Regions from separate parts of the Sus scrofa genome. Here region 2 is linked to region 1. The links are chromatin contacts, called in public Hi-C maps. All regions are on one chromosome and are shown on one strand. The core of a region is the stretch at or near the end of the contact, and the rest is flanking DNA. Distances in the headings are between cores, read along the strand shown. Region 1 holds the start of UBXN1 (UBX domain-containing protein 1). Region 2 overlaps ASRGL1 (isoaspartyl peptidase/L-asparaginase).

Region 1 (6,371 bases), core at 2,868-5,367:
GTCACTGCAGTGGCCCAGGGGTAACTGCTGTGGTTCAGGTTTGATCCCTGGCCTGGAAACTTCCACATACCCTGAACGTGGCCAAAAAGTAAAATAAAATAAAATGGGATAATGCACCACAACAGGAACTCCCTTTTTGGTTTGTTGTTCGTTTGTGTTCTGCTTTTTAGGGCTGCACCATATGGAAATTCCCAGGCTTGGGGTCAAATTGTAGCTGCAGTTGTTGGCTGACACAACTCATAGGAATGCCAGATCCTTAACCCACTGAGTGAGGCCAGGGATTGAACCCACAGCCCTACGGATACCAGTTGGGTTCATAACTGCTGAGCCACAACAGCAACTCAGAGATGCAGTTGTGAAAAGCATACTAATACACCTGTTTGTGAAAGGCCCTATTTTTTTTTTTTTTTTTTTTTTTTGTCTTTTTGCTTTTTCTAGGGCCACTTCCTGTGGCACATGGAGGTTCCCAGGCTAGGGGTCTAATCAGAGCTGTAGCCGCCTGCCTACACCAGGGCCATAGCCACACGGGATCCGAGCCGCGTCTGTGACCTACACCACAGCTCACAGCGACGCCGGATCCTTAACCCACTGAGCAAGGCCAGGGATCGAACCCGAAACCTCATGGCTCCTAGTCAGATTCATTAACCACTGTGCCAGGACGGGAACTCCAAGGCCCTATTTTTTTAAATTACCCCTTTCGGTAGCTAATACTTATTGGAGACTTATTAGGTGCCAAGCACTGTACTAAAGCACCTTGTGTCAGTATTATTTAACCCTCTACAACTCCAATTAACAGATACTATCATCTCTGCTTTACTAAAGAAGAAACTAGGCTTAATTATAGAAGGCGCGTCGCTAGTAAGGATTTCAGGCTTCGGCCCTGCCTTACCCACAGCAGCAAAAGGTGCTCCCCAGTGGACTCCCCATACTCCACCTCCCCCTCAACCTCTGCGCAACCTCTCAGACCTAGAGATTAGAAACCAGTTTCCCTTGGAAACATAAAATGAGGAATAGGGTCTATTCTAAATGTCTTCCTTCCTTCCTAGCCATTCAGGAAGGAGTCAGGCACATACAGAACTCAGAGGGTCTATTTATTAGGAAGATGTCAGTGCTTTATCAAAGATGGAAAAGTCAGAGAGGGATGGTGGGAAAAGGCCTCTCAGCTGGGACATTTCTTGGCCACAATGAGGACAGCAGAAGGCACAAGTCCTGAAGATGGAAGAAAACAGGTGTGAACCACAGCAATACCTGCTTCTTGCCTCCCCCAAGTTCCTGGCCTCGCACCATCTCCACAAGGTCCCTTCTCTTTGCACCTCCCCTTCCCTCCTCATGGATGCCTCCTATCCCCCAAATCCTGGTTTCTGGTGCCACGTGTCATACCCAGCTCCTGCAGAGGCCGCTCCATGTCAGCTTCTGAGAAGGCCCGCCGGGGGAAGCCACTGAGCAACTGCACAGGGTCCTGGCCCCCTCCTAGCTCCTCCCCACGGTGGAGCTCCACATAGAGCCTGACGGCCGCCAGCTGTTCCCGTGCCCGGAACGTCTGGGTCAGGGAAGTCCCATCTGGCAGCCTGACCTAGAGAGCAGGAGAGATGGTACTGTGAGCGTCAAAGCTGAGTAGGGGGCCCAGGTAAGGAGAAGAAGAGCAATGATGGCTTCTCTTCCTCTCTGAGACTGAACCAGCAAAATTACTATTTAAAGCATCTAAATGACCAACCACTGAGGTTCGGCTTTACTGAATGCTGGAGAGAGACTCCCGACTTATTCACAGTTTATGGAAAACAAGGACAAGATTATACCATATACCTGGACAGATCCCACAGCATGCAAACAGCTGTATAATAAACCAAATGAAAACATTATGAACAAATAAAAAGGTAAACTGCTGAATAAGAGACGGGTATGGATTTAAATAAGACTGGGGCGAGTGAAATTTGATACCGTTCCTAAGAGCAGAGGAGATAGGATTGCAAAAGTCATTTACAAAAAAGGGAGAGGTTTGGCAAAGGGGAACATAACTGAAAAAAGCTCCGGGCTGAGTTGGGTCCCTTAGAAACCAACGAAGGGGTCCCAGGAGCATGACAGGAATCAGAATCAGTACCTGGATGCGACACTGGTCATACTCCCGCTTCGTGGGAGGCTCCTGGCTGGGAGAGGCGGGAACAGGACCTGGCTCTGTCGTAGGTGGGGGTGGCTGAGAACCCACACTACCCCCATACTGGAGGACAAAGGAGATAAAACAATCAGGCACCAAGGCCACCCTTTCCTCCTCTGAAGCCAGAAAAGCTTCCTGACCCACCTACTTCATCATCCTCAGGCTCTTCCCAATCACCTACCTTCTTGGCTCTCTCTGCTTTGTCCCTTTCGATCTTTTCTCGGACTCTTTGTCTGGAACGCAGACAGGAACAAAGCAGGTCAGACACGGACAGAACAAATCCTGATTCCTTCCTCATCTCAGCCAACAGTCCCAGCACCCAGACCTGGCCGCTAACTCTTCAGCCTTTTCCCTCCGCCGCTCCTCAGCAGCCCGGCGCATCTCATCCTCCTGGAGCCGCTGTCGGGCAGCTGACAACTCCTGCCCTTGTCTCCTGCGCTGCCGTTCGCGTTCCAGGGCCTCCCGCTCCTCTCTCTCTTCACGTTCCCGCTGCTTCTGGGCCAGCAGCTCCAACATCCTGTGGCGCAGCAAGTTCAAGAGAAATGAATGTAAACTGGGAGTTTATGACGGCAGTCTCAGGAAAACAAAATCTGCGAACACGGTCCCAAAACAGATGGAAGACTCAAAGAGGAAAAAGCCAAGAAAGACAGAGGGAAGGCGGAAAGTTCGAGGTTCTTTGATCAGACTTGTGTACTGGGGAGAAGTGGGAGGTGACCCTCAGGAATGTGGGCTTGTTTCTCACACCTCTTAGTCTGTTCCTGTCTTTCCTCTTCACTCAACGGGGGTTTGCCTTCTCCGGCAGCAGACCCAGGTCCTGCAAAGAAACAATCAGTGTTATTACTCGTTCAGCCTCCTTCTCGGGCCCTCCTGAATAATCACGCTGTGTCCCTCAGTCAGGACCTTCGGGGCTACTTTGCTCCGAAGGGGTGGGTTCCCGTCCCAGGACATGTCCAAGGGGGGTCGCTAGTGGCTCGTCCACATCGGGGTCGTCTTCGTGCTCCATCAACCTGGCGGGGAAAGTCAGGAGGAAGGTCATAACGTTGAGACTGCCCCTCCCAGCCGCCCCCAGGCCCCTTGCACCCGGTCTCAGCTCTCACCAGTCCATCGCAGCCTCGATGCCCTGGTTCCCTGTGAGGGCCAGAGCCTTCTCCCTGGGGGCAGAAACACCGTGAATAGCGCCCACCAGCCATGGCGCTCATCAGGCTGGGGCGGAGAGCCTGAGGCCAGGCTGGGGCAAAGGCCTGGGCAGGTCCGCGACCCCCGCGGTCCCGCGTTAGGGGGCTCCCTTACGCGCGTCCCCTGGGGAAGCCCATCTCGATGAGACTCTCCAGAGCCGTCAGCTCCGCCATGACGCCGCCACCGCCGCTTCCGCGGGGACCTGGAGGGACGAGGAGGGTGGAGGGGGTCGGCGTGGTGCGCCCCCCGCCGGCGCGCAATCCCGCCTCCAAAGCCCCAGCCCGGGGCTCGCTTACTCACCGGCAGCGGCCCGGCCGCGGACACTGACGAGAAGAAAGCCCGGGGGAAGCGGAAGTGCCCGAATCTGTTTGGGTCACGTGGAGGCGGCCGTGGACGGGTGCCGCAGAGAGCCAGACCACGCGGGCCCGGCCCGGCCGCCCCCGCCCAGAGCGGACCCCGACCGGCGGCGCGTGGGAGTCGCGGACGGGAGGGGACGCCACCGCTCCACATCCTCAGCCGAGGCGCCTTGGCGGTGGTGGAGAGGAAGGATGATGCCCCCCTGAAACCCATGGGCCCATGAAGCCAGTTCCCGATACGACCCCTTAGCGAAACCGTTTGGAAAGTTATAGAGCAATGTCCATAGAAATGCATGCGCTCTTTGACCTGCTCATCCTCTGGGGGGAGTTGAGCCATCCTCCGCCCCCACTGCCAAAGCGATCTTTGCAAAACACAATATCTGATTAGATCCTGTCATCACCTCCCTGATTAAGACTTCTCCATGAGGCGTTCCCATCATGGCGCAGTGGTTAAGGAATCCGACTAGGAACCATGAGGTTGCAGGTTCGATCCCTGGCCTTGCTCAGTGGGTTAAGGATCCGGCATTGCTCTGAGCTGTGGTATGGGTCGCAGCCGCAGCTCGGATCCCAAGGTTGTGGTGGCTACAGCTCTGACTGGACCCCTAGCCTGGGAACCTCCATATGCCCAGGAGCGGCCCAAGAAATGGCAAAAAGACAAAAACAAAAAACAAAACAAAAAAAACCCACTTCTCCGTGAGAAGTTCCTGTTGTGGAGCCGGGGAAACGAACCTGACTGGTATCCATGAAGATGCCGTTCCGTTGGTGGGTTTAGGGTCTGGCATTGCTGTGAGCTGTGGTGTAGGTTGTGACTTGGATCTGGCGTGGCTGTGGCTGTGGCTGTGACCGGCAGCTACAGCTCCTATTTGACCTCTATCCTGGGAACCTCTATATGCCATGCCATGAGTTCGGCTCAGAAAAAGACTTCTCTGTGACACCCCAGTCTCCCAGGAGGAAACTTAAATGCCAGTAGTCTGGCAACCTCCTACCCGATTTTTTGTTTGTTTGTTTGTTTGTTTGTTAATGTCCCATTTGTAAAGCGAGGATAACCATAGCACGAACCTTAGGCACCAGACAAAACTGTACTGTGTAAATGTTGGTAGTTAGTATTGAGTTCATCCCCCATCACTTGAGGTTACCTAGTGCAGATTGCAAAACAGGCCTTCTAGTTCTTCCTGGCTTTTGCACATACCAGTTCTTCTGTCTGGGTTTTCCTGCCTCTTCTGTGGCAGGAAATAACCCCCAGTCACCTTTTGGACTGGACTCTGGGTTTGCTTTCTGAGGGAATCCTGCTTTGACCACCCCCTCTCCACCTCCTAGCTCCAGTATTTATTCCATTAACATTTAGCCCCCTGCTATGTAGTCTTGTTGACTGCTTAGCCCTCCATCGCCCCCTATGCTGTTAGGTCCCTTAAGTTAAAGGTAACTTTAAATATTTATTAGGAGGCAGAGTAATAATAAGTTACTGGTATCAATAATATATGCACCAGAGATTGTTATAGTTGATGTATATTTAGTCATCACAACAGTCCATGTGCTATAGAAACTATTATCGATCACAGGAAATAGGCACAGAAAGATCATTTACTGAAGGTCACAGAGCTAGTAAGGAGTAGCACGAGGATTCAGACCTACTGAGTGTGCATTCATGAGACTGCTATGCTATGCTGCCTCACTGTGGTGGAGCAAAGAGCATCAGCTTTGGAGTTGGGCAGTTTGGGCTGAAATCCCAACTCAGCGCCTTACTTATGGTTTCAAATCCGTTAGAACCTTAAACGTCTCATCTGTGAAAATGTGAAACCATCTTTTGGAATGATTTGTGATAGAGATCAAGTGAGAACGCATGTAAAACATATCTTTAAATAATGAGATAGTAGGCCCTCATTATTTGTAAATGAATAAATGCTGAGGAAATACAGGGTCAATTAAAACAATTTTTTTTTTCCTTTTTCTGTCTTTTTTGCCTTTTCTAGGGCCGCTTCTGCGGCATATGGAGGTTCCCAGGCTAGGGGTCTAATCAGAGCTGCGAGAGCCACAGCAACGCCAGATCTGAGCCGAGTCTGCAACCTACACCACAGCTCACAGCAACGCCGGGTCCTTAACCCACTGAGCAAGGCCAGGGATCGAACCCAAAACCTCATGGTTCCCAGTCGGATTCCCGCTGAGCCACGACGGGAACTCCCCCCCACCAAAAAAATTTTTTTTTTTCTTTTGGGGGCTGCACCCTTAACATCATGCAGAAGTTCCAGGGCCAGGAATCCGACCTGTGCCACAGCAGTGACAATGCCAGATCCTGTGTGTGTGTGTGTGTGTGCGTGCGCGTGCACGCACGCGTGCCCACACGCACACTTTTTAGGGCTGAACCCATGGCACATGGAGATTCCCAGGCTGGGGTTCAAATAGCTGCTGGCCTACACCACAGCCACAGCAACGCAGGATCCCTAACCCACTGAGCAAGGCTAGGGATCCAACCTGCGTATTCATGGATGCTAGTCAGACTTATTACCCACTGAGCCAGGACAGGAACTCTGGCAACGCCAGATCCTTAACCCACTGAGCCACCAAAGAACTCTAGGAATTAAATTTAAAAGTCACTAAGTATTCACTGCCATGTGATGAGTGTTCTAGGTAACAAATGTATTCTAAGTTTATTCCAGAGGGCCAATAATAAAATAATGATTAAATAGTAT
Region 2 (6,371 bases), core at 1,815-4,314, 250 kb before region 1:
GGACGGCAAGCTGCACTCTGGAATTGATCTCAGCGACACCAGCGTCACTGACCTGCCCTAATAAGCCTGGGACGACGGTATTCTCGATGCCAGCTTGGTCGTAAAGCAGGTTCCTGGTGTGGAGACTTAGCCTAATCAATTAGATCTAGAAATGGAAAAATTCTGCCGTCTGTCACTCGTTTTGTTGCCTTGATCAGTGTTTGGTTGGGGGTGGATCCCAAAAGGATACAAGAAATGTCCATTTTAAGATCAAAATAAGACTAGTGAAAATGACAAAGTCCACTGAGCCTTTCTCGTGACTGGTCCCCATTGCCTGAGGTTAATAAAGAGGAAAAACAGGTGATCCTGACACGACAGAAACAGCCGTGGTGCAGGGAGTGCTTTTGGAGTTGGGGGACCCACCGCAGGGACAGAGGCTGTAGGCTTGAAGGTTGGGGGGTGGCGGGCAGAGGACAGCAGTACCCCGGGCAAGACCCAGTGCAGGGGCGAGATGGGAGGGAAGGCCCAGGGGAGGCAGCGAAGGGGAGAAGCCGGGCAGACCTCGGAAGGTTGCGGACGCATTCTGAGTCAGGAGAGCACTGGGTGAAAGACTCTCTGAGAGATGAACTGATTTTTCTAAGAACGGGCACGTCTTCTCTGACTTATTAACATAGATGGCTGTTAATAAGGCTCTATTCTGCCAAGGAACAGTCTTCATGGACGCTCCGGAGCCCCTTCAGGCCCGAGGGTCTTGGGCTCACACACCAGCCCGCTCACGTCGAGGTTCCCACCTGCCCGCACGGCTCATCAGGCCCAGCCCCGCCTCCCAGACCCTCGGGGTCCTCCTAGTGAGCGATGGGGCTCGGGACCTGCACCAGGAAGGGCCAGTCACCGCCGAGAGGACCCTGGCGTCACACCGTCCGGGACAGTCCGGTGCTGTGGGTTCCCCCAGCTCAGCCGGTGTGTACGCGTGCTCGGCGTGGTGAGCAAAGTCACTCCCTGTTCACGTCTCTTTACACTGGAAATGGTATTTCTTGCTGTAACATAGCCGCCCAGTTTTTCAGTCTGTCAGGGTTCACCTTCTCTCTGGAAAGAAACTGCTTCCCTTTAAATTCCATGTGCCACTAATAAAATGTATTTTGAAAGAATAACAGTGTGGGTAGGAGTCGCTGTTGACAGAGCCCAGAATGTACGCGAGCTGCCTGCGTCTGTCCGTCCAGACGGGGGCTTGTCAGAGAGGCCTCGCAGCCCGAGGGCAGAGCGCGGATGTGAGCTGACGTCCTGCCTCAGGGCGTACATGTGAGAGTTTGCAGAAGAAGCGAGTGTTTTTCTGGATGTGTGAAGGCAGAAGGCAAACCAGCATTTCGAGAAGCAGCGGGGCGGACAGACCGGACTTCTCGCCATGACGGCGGCCCAGTCCGAGCCCCCGTCCCGGGACCTCCCCGGCTGCCCTGAGCCCAGGAGAAAGAGATGCCCCTTGGAGGCAGAACGGAGTTTGAGTCCTGCCTCTCCCCACGGCCTGGGGGACCCTGGGCAGGTTAACATCGGAGAACCTTGTCATCTAAAAACAGATCACCCTGGAGAGAAAATGAAAATAAAGGACGACGGCCCGCTGTTCATCTTTGTAGTCTCTGGACCACGGAGAACGCGCGGCCAGGCCCAGAAGGAGGTTCTGCGGTTGGGTCCTTGAAAGCTTCAGATGCAACAACCATCCTTGGAAATGAGGACCGTGTTGGCAGATGGGGTCACTTGCTGGGGCTGCCAGCAGCAAAGTAGCACCGGCAGTGGCGTACACGCCAGACGCTTCACTGCTCACGGTTCTGGAGGCCGGCAGTCCCAGGTCCAGGTGTCCGTGGGGTGGCTCCCGGGCCGCGTTCCTTGGCCGCCACATGGCTGCCTTCTGCGGCCTCATGCCTTTTCTGTATGTGTGTCTGTGGCTCAGTTTCCTCCTAAGGACACCAGTCAGCCGGAATCAAGGCCACCTAACCACTCCCTTTTCATGCCAGCTTCTCTTCAGAGGCCCTGTCTCCAAATACCTGGGGGTTGGGGCTTCAACATGGGGGTTCTTGGAGTTCCCATTGTGACACAGAGAAAATGAATCAAACTATTATCCATGAGGATGCCGGTTCAATCCCTGGCTTCGATCTGTGGGTTGGGGACCTGGCGTTGCTGTGGCTGTGAAATAGGCCAGGAGCAGCAGCTCTGATTCGACCCCTAGCCTGGGAACCCCCATATGCTGCGGGTGTGGCCCTAAAAAGCAAAAAAAAGGAAAAGAAATGGAGGTTCTGGGGGCACACATTCAGCCCCAACAGGAAGTGAAGCAGAACTACATTAGGGGTTGGTTTTGGGGGGCAGGGAGGAATGGACTGAGGGTTCAGGATGGAGAGATTCTAAAATTGGGTTGTGGCGATGCTTATACAACTGTGAATATAATAAAAATTCATTGAATTAAAATAGAGGTTGGAGGAGTTCCTGTCGTGGCTCAGTGGTTAACGAATCCAACTAGGAACCATGAGGTTGCAGGCTCGATCCCTGGCCTTCCTCAGTGAGTTAAGGATCCAGTGTTGCTGTGAGCTGTGGCAAGTCTGTAGATCACAGACTTGGCTCAGATCTGGCATTGCTGTGGCTGTGGCATAGGCCGCCGGCCACAGCTCTGATTAGACCTCTAGCCTGGGGACCTCCATGTGCCAAGGATGTAGCTCTAGAAAGAGATCAAAAAAAAAAAAAATAGGGGTTGGAAAGGGAGAGACCTTTGGAGAAGTATCCGTTACCGAGGAGATAAGGAAGAAGGAAGAATGAGGGGGCGAGGCCTGATTTTGAGATTATCGTTTTATTCACAAGGGAAGTGGTTCTGGTCACCAGAGGCCACTGGAAGCTCAGCCCAGCTCGGCCACCTGCCCCCTGGTTAAGGAAGGTCCCCCAGCCCCTGTGCGCCAGCTAAGGACCTGGGTTCCCTGAACGACCACCTCCACTAGCCCGGATTCCCGAACGTGGAGACCACGTATGGGCCCCTCTTACCCCACACGCCGTCCAGAGGCGGCTCCCTAACTGCCCAGCAGATAAAGGAGTAAGACGGGATCTGAAGGAGTCTTCTGTCACTTCTGTGCCACAAGAGGGCAGCAGAGCACACAAAGTCCAGCGGACTCCGGCTCAAAACAATCTACTCAGAAATTTTGGAACCACAAGAGGCTTCCTGTTCTTGACTTTAATTTTCATCTAAATAATACGATCAGTTTTAGAGAACAGATGTCCAGAAAAACAAATACAAATTCCTCCAAGAACCCATCATAATCAGCCCCATCGCTGACTTTTAAAAACAGTGCATGGAATTCCTTCCCGTCGTGGCTCAGCAGAAACGAATCTGACTAGTATCCATAAGGACACAGGTTCAATCCCTGGCCTTGCTCAGCGGATCAAGGATCCGGCGTTGCCGTGAGCTGTGGTGTAGGTCGCAGATGCAGCTCAGATCCCACATTGCTGTGGCTCTGGTGTAGGCCAGCAGCTACAGCTCCAGTTCAGCCCATAGCCTGGGAACCTCCCTATGCCATGAGTGCAGCCCCAGAAAGACAAAAATAAACAGAAAATAAAAACAGCGCCACCTGCTCTGCACCTGCTGGCAGGTGTCGGGGCCCAAGGCAAGCACAGCCAGGCAGCCCCAGATCTGCCCCCTGGCCACACCTTCCAGCCAGGAAGAGAACTAGATCAGCTTTGCCCTAAACTGGCCGAAACAGTGGGATGATGAGCAAGTTGGTGGCCCGGAGCTGAGCAGGTGTCTGCTCACCTGCTGAGCTGGAAGGAACAGTCCTGGGAAAGAAAGGCCTTAACCTTGCAGCTGTTGGACGATAAACATTTTTTCCAAATAGCATCCTTTCTAGATGTGTTCCTCGCTAGATTATAGAGCCTGAGGACAGAACGGGCTGTGTGGCCCTCTCCTGAAGTGGATGGCATGGGAAAATTGCCGGGGGGGGACACTGTCCTTCCTGCTCCACCTTCTGCCTTCTCCCTCCCACTGCATCGGGGAGGCAGCTCAGGGGAGCAGGGACCTGTCACCGCAACGCTCCCACGGAGGAGAGAGCCCTGTGTAGGAGCGACCCAGGAAGGAATGGGGCTGGGCTGAAGGACAGAAGCAAAACCAGGTCAAGGAATGGTGCCAGGAGAGGCCTGGCCGGGGGTGGTACAGGGGCCCAGCAGTGGTTCCATCCATGGGATGCCATTAAATGGGCAGGCCACCGTCTATCTCGGCCGCCCACCATGCAGGACCCGGAAGGGTTGAGCCACCATCAAACAGCTGGTCTCTCGTGAGAGGCCCACATGCCAGGGGAGGCCCGGCAACCTCTCCGCCCTCCTGAAAGAGGAAATAAGGCCCAGAGAAACGGGTTTCCCAGGGCAGTAAATGTGGTTTATCTCAGCCTCTCTGATCCCAAATCCTCTGTCTCTCAGTGTCCTTATCACTTTGGGCTCCAATGTAGGTCTGGATGGTCCCACAGGCCCTCCAGGTGAGAAGCAGGAAAAAAAAAAAAAAAAATCATGTTTAACAACTTTATCTTTCAAATTCTGCTTTTTTTTTTCACCCAACCCACTATTAAAATGGAGTTAGACTTTTTCATACACGGAGAGGTTTGGACCATGCCTGGGCTGGATCGGGAGAGAACCCCCGGGCTGGGATTCTTTTTTTTTTTAATATATATATTAATCACTCATCGTCTCAGAGTCAACTCTGTTTTTGACTCTGCAGTTATCAGAACTTCCTGGATCCTGGACCAAACTCGGATGGGGTTCAGGTTCTAAGCCGAGGCTGGGAGCAAAGGCTCAGAGAGGCTGGTTCTTCCATCCTCTTTGACCTTGGCTCCGTTCATGACTCAGGCAGCCCCAGGGTTGCTATCTTGCAGGGTAGCGATTTTTACTAAACATACTTTAATTAAAAAGACGCTTTTAATACAAGGGGTGTATGTGCATTGTAGATGCTGGAAAACGTTGACAAAGAAATTTTTTTTAAGTGTGAGAAAACACAGATCCACAAAAATAAGGGGAAAAAAATGTCCCAGCACCCAGTCCATATCACTATTAATGCCCATCGGTATTTTCTCCAAAATGAGTTCAGTGCACACATCCTTTTTTAAATGCTTTTTCAGTTAATAATCCGCTTTTCCATGTCAATAAATGTTCACCTTTCATAATAGCCAACATTCAAATTTCTCCAGTTTTCTCAAAACACATCACCAACAGCAGGTTTCTCCCCATCCTGCCCCCTGCCTGGATGGTGGTTGTGCCCCGTGGTCTCTGCCCCGTTTTGAACAGCTCTGACTTGTTGGATGGTTAGGGCCCAGTGCCCAGCCTGGCTGCCAGGCTGCCTGGGACAACATGAGCATTGGGTGAGCATCTGTCACAGGCGCCTCCATCTCAAGCACAGGGGCCCCACCTGCAGCAGTGCCAGCCGTGGGAGCAGGCCTGGGTGCAAGGTTTGGAGAGGGAAGTGCCAGAGCACGAGGCCCCACCCAGAAATTTGGCAAAGCGTGACTCGGGGAGTCACGAGCAGATGGGGAGCGGGTGCCCCGCGTAGCCTCCAGGAAAGGCCTGTGGGCCACCGCCCTTCCTGCGCAGAGCCTCCTCCGGCTGCCTCGTCCCAGGTGGCTTCCTGGCTCCGCTCACCTTCAGCCTTTCCCCAGGCCCGCCGACCACACACCAGGCAGGAGCAACGCCAAGTGCCTCTCGGGCGAAGGGCATTTTGCAGAAGTATTTACAAATTGGCACACGTGCATGCCAATCTCACACCAAATCCAGGAATATTTTCTGGGGGATGAGAACAAAGGCTGGGGTTCTCTTGCCTTCGAGAACATTCCACCGCCCTCTGCTGCCAGATCCCTGGGGCTCTGACCTCCTGAACTCTCCCTCCCTGTGTTCTGTTCAGACACCAAGTATTTCAATCTTTGAAGAAGTCAGAAAGGCCAAGGCGAGGGCTCCATCCCTCCGTCCCGCGTCTGATGTGGCCCTTCCTCTGGGCCCACTCACCCCTGCCTCCCCGGTGACCTCACCCCGGATCCATCCGGCCTTCCTGCCTCGTGCTTCCCCAATCTCCCTGGTCATCTCTGCTCATCTTATCTCCGGCTCTTGCACAGATATCACGCCCTGCATGCCTCATGACTAAACACTCCGCCGCTCCCCCCAGGCCCTTCCCCACCCTGTCCTTGTCTTCCTTAGAAATTCCTACATGCTTTCGAGCAGAAAGGGTCAAAAGCCAGGGCGGGGCGCCCTGCAGAACCGAATCTCCCCGCACTGGCTCAGCACCCCCAGCTCCAAGTCCTTACCTGGCTGCGTTGCAGCAAACAGGCGGCCAGTCCTGGGAGGTGATGCACCTGCCTTACTCCATGGAGACCCTCCGAGCGAGCGCGTGC

The links. Hi-C and Micro-C count contacts between places; a contact is called where the count stands out from the background.
Region 2: a Hi-C map of retroperitoneal adipose tissue shows a contact between it and region 1, with 2.4 times the contacts expected there. The contact joins the enhancer-like site here to the promoter of UBXN1 in region 1. A contact is called at or near these places in 4 of 5 promoter capture datasets (fetal liver, fetal skeletal muscle and liver), 22 of 47 Hi-C or Micro-C datasets (adipose tissue, alveolar macrophages, blood and 13 more) and 2 of 2 datasets of contacts at active chromatin or transcription factors (alveolar macrophages and skeletal muscle).

Annotation. Positions count from the first base shown.
Region 1 is chr2:9,070,295-9,076,665 of Sscrofa11.1, reverse strand. It overlaps UBXN1 (UBX domain-containing protein 1), which reads right to left and starts at 4,117. Exons shown (of 9, transcript XR_002341466.1): 1 at 3,629-4,117; 2 at 3,443-3,530; 3 at 3,250-3,303; 4 at 3,053-3,159; 5 at 2,897-2,966; 6 at 2,478-2,669; 7 at 2,334-2,385; 8 at 1,381-2,215; 9 at 1,071-1,209.
Region 2 is chr2:9,323,019-9,329,389 of Sscrofa11.1, reverse strand. It overlaps ASRGL1 (isoaspartyl peptidase/L-asparaginase), which reads left to right. Exons shown (of 7, transcript XM_005660800.3): 7 at 1-1,130. The coding sequence ends at 61. It overlaps LOC106509330 (a long non-coding RNA gene), which reads right to left. Exons shown (of 2, transcript XR_001306766.2): 1 at 6,285-6,371; 2 at 4,538-5,769. Among named protein-coding and RNA genes, the nearest start is that of SCGB1A1, 24 kb to the right of the region's middle. Within about 2 kb of position 3,064, at least 13 of the 83 cell types and tissues checked have an H3K27ac peak or open chromatin away from gene starts, as enhancers often do. A contact at or near this core is called in adipose tissue, retroperitoneal adipose tissue and subcutaneous adipose tissue, where this site is marked.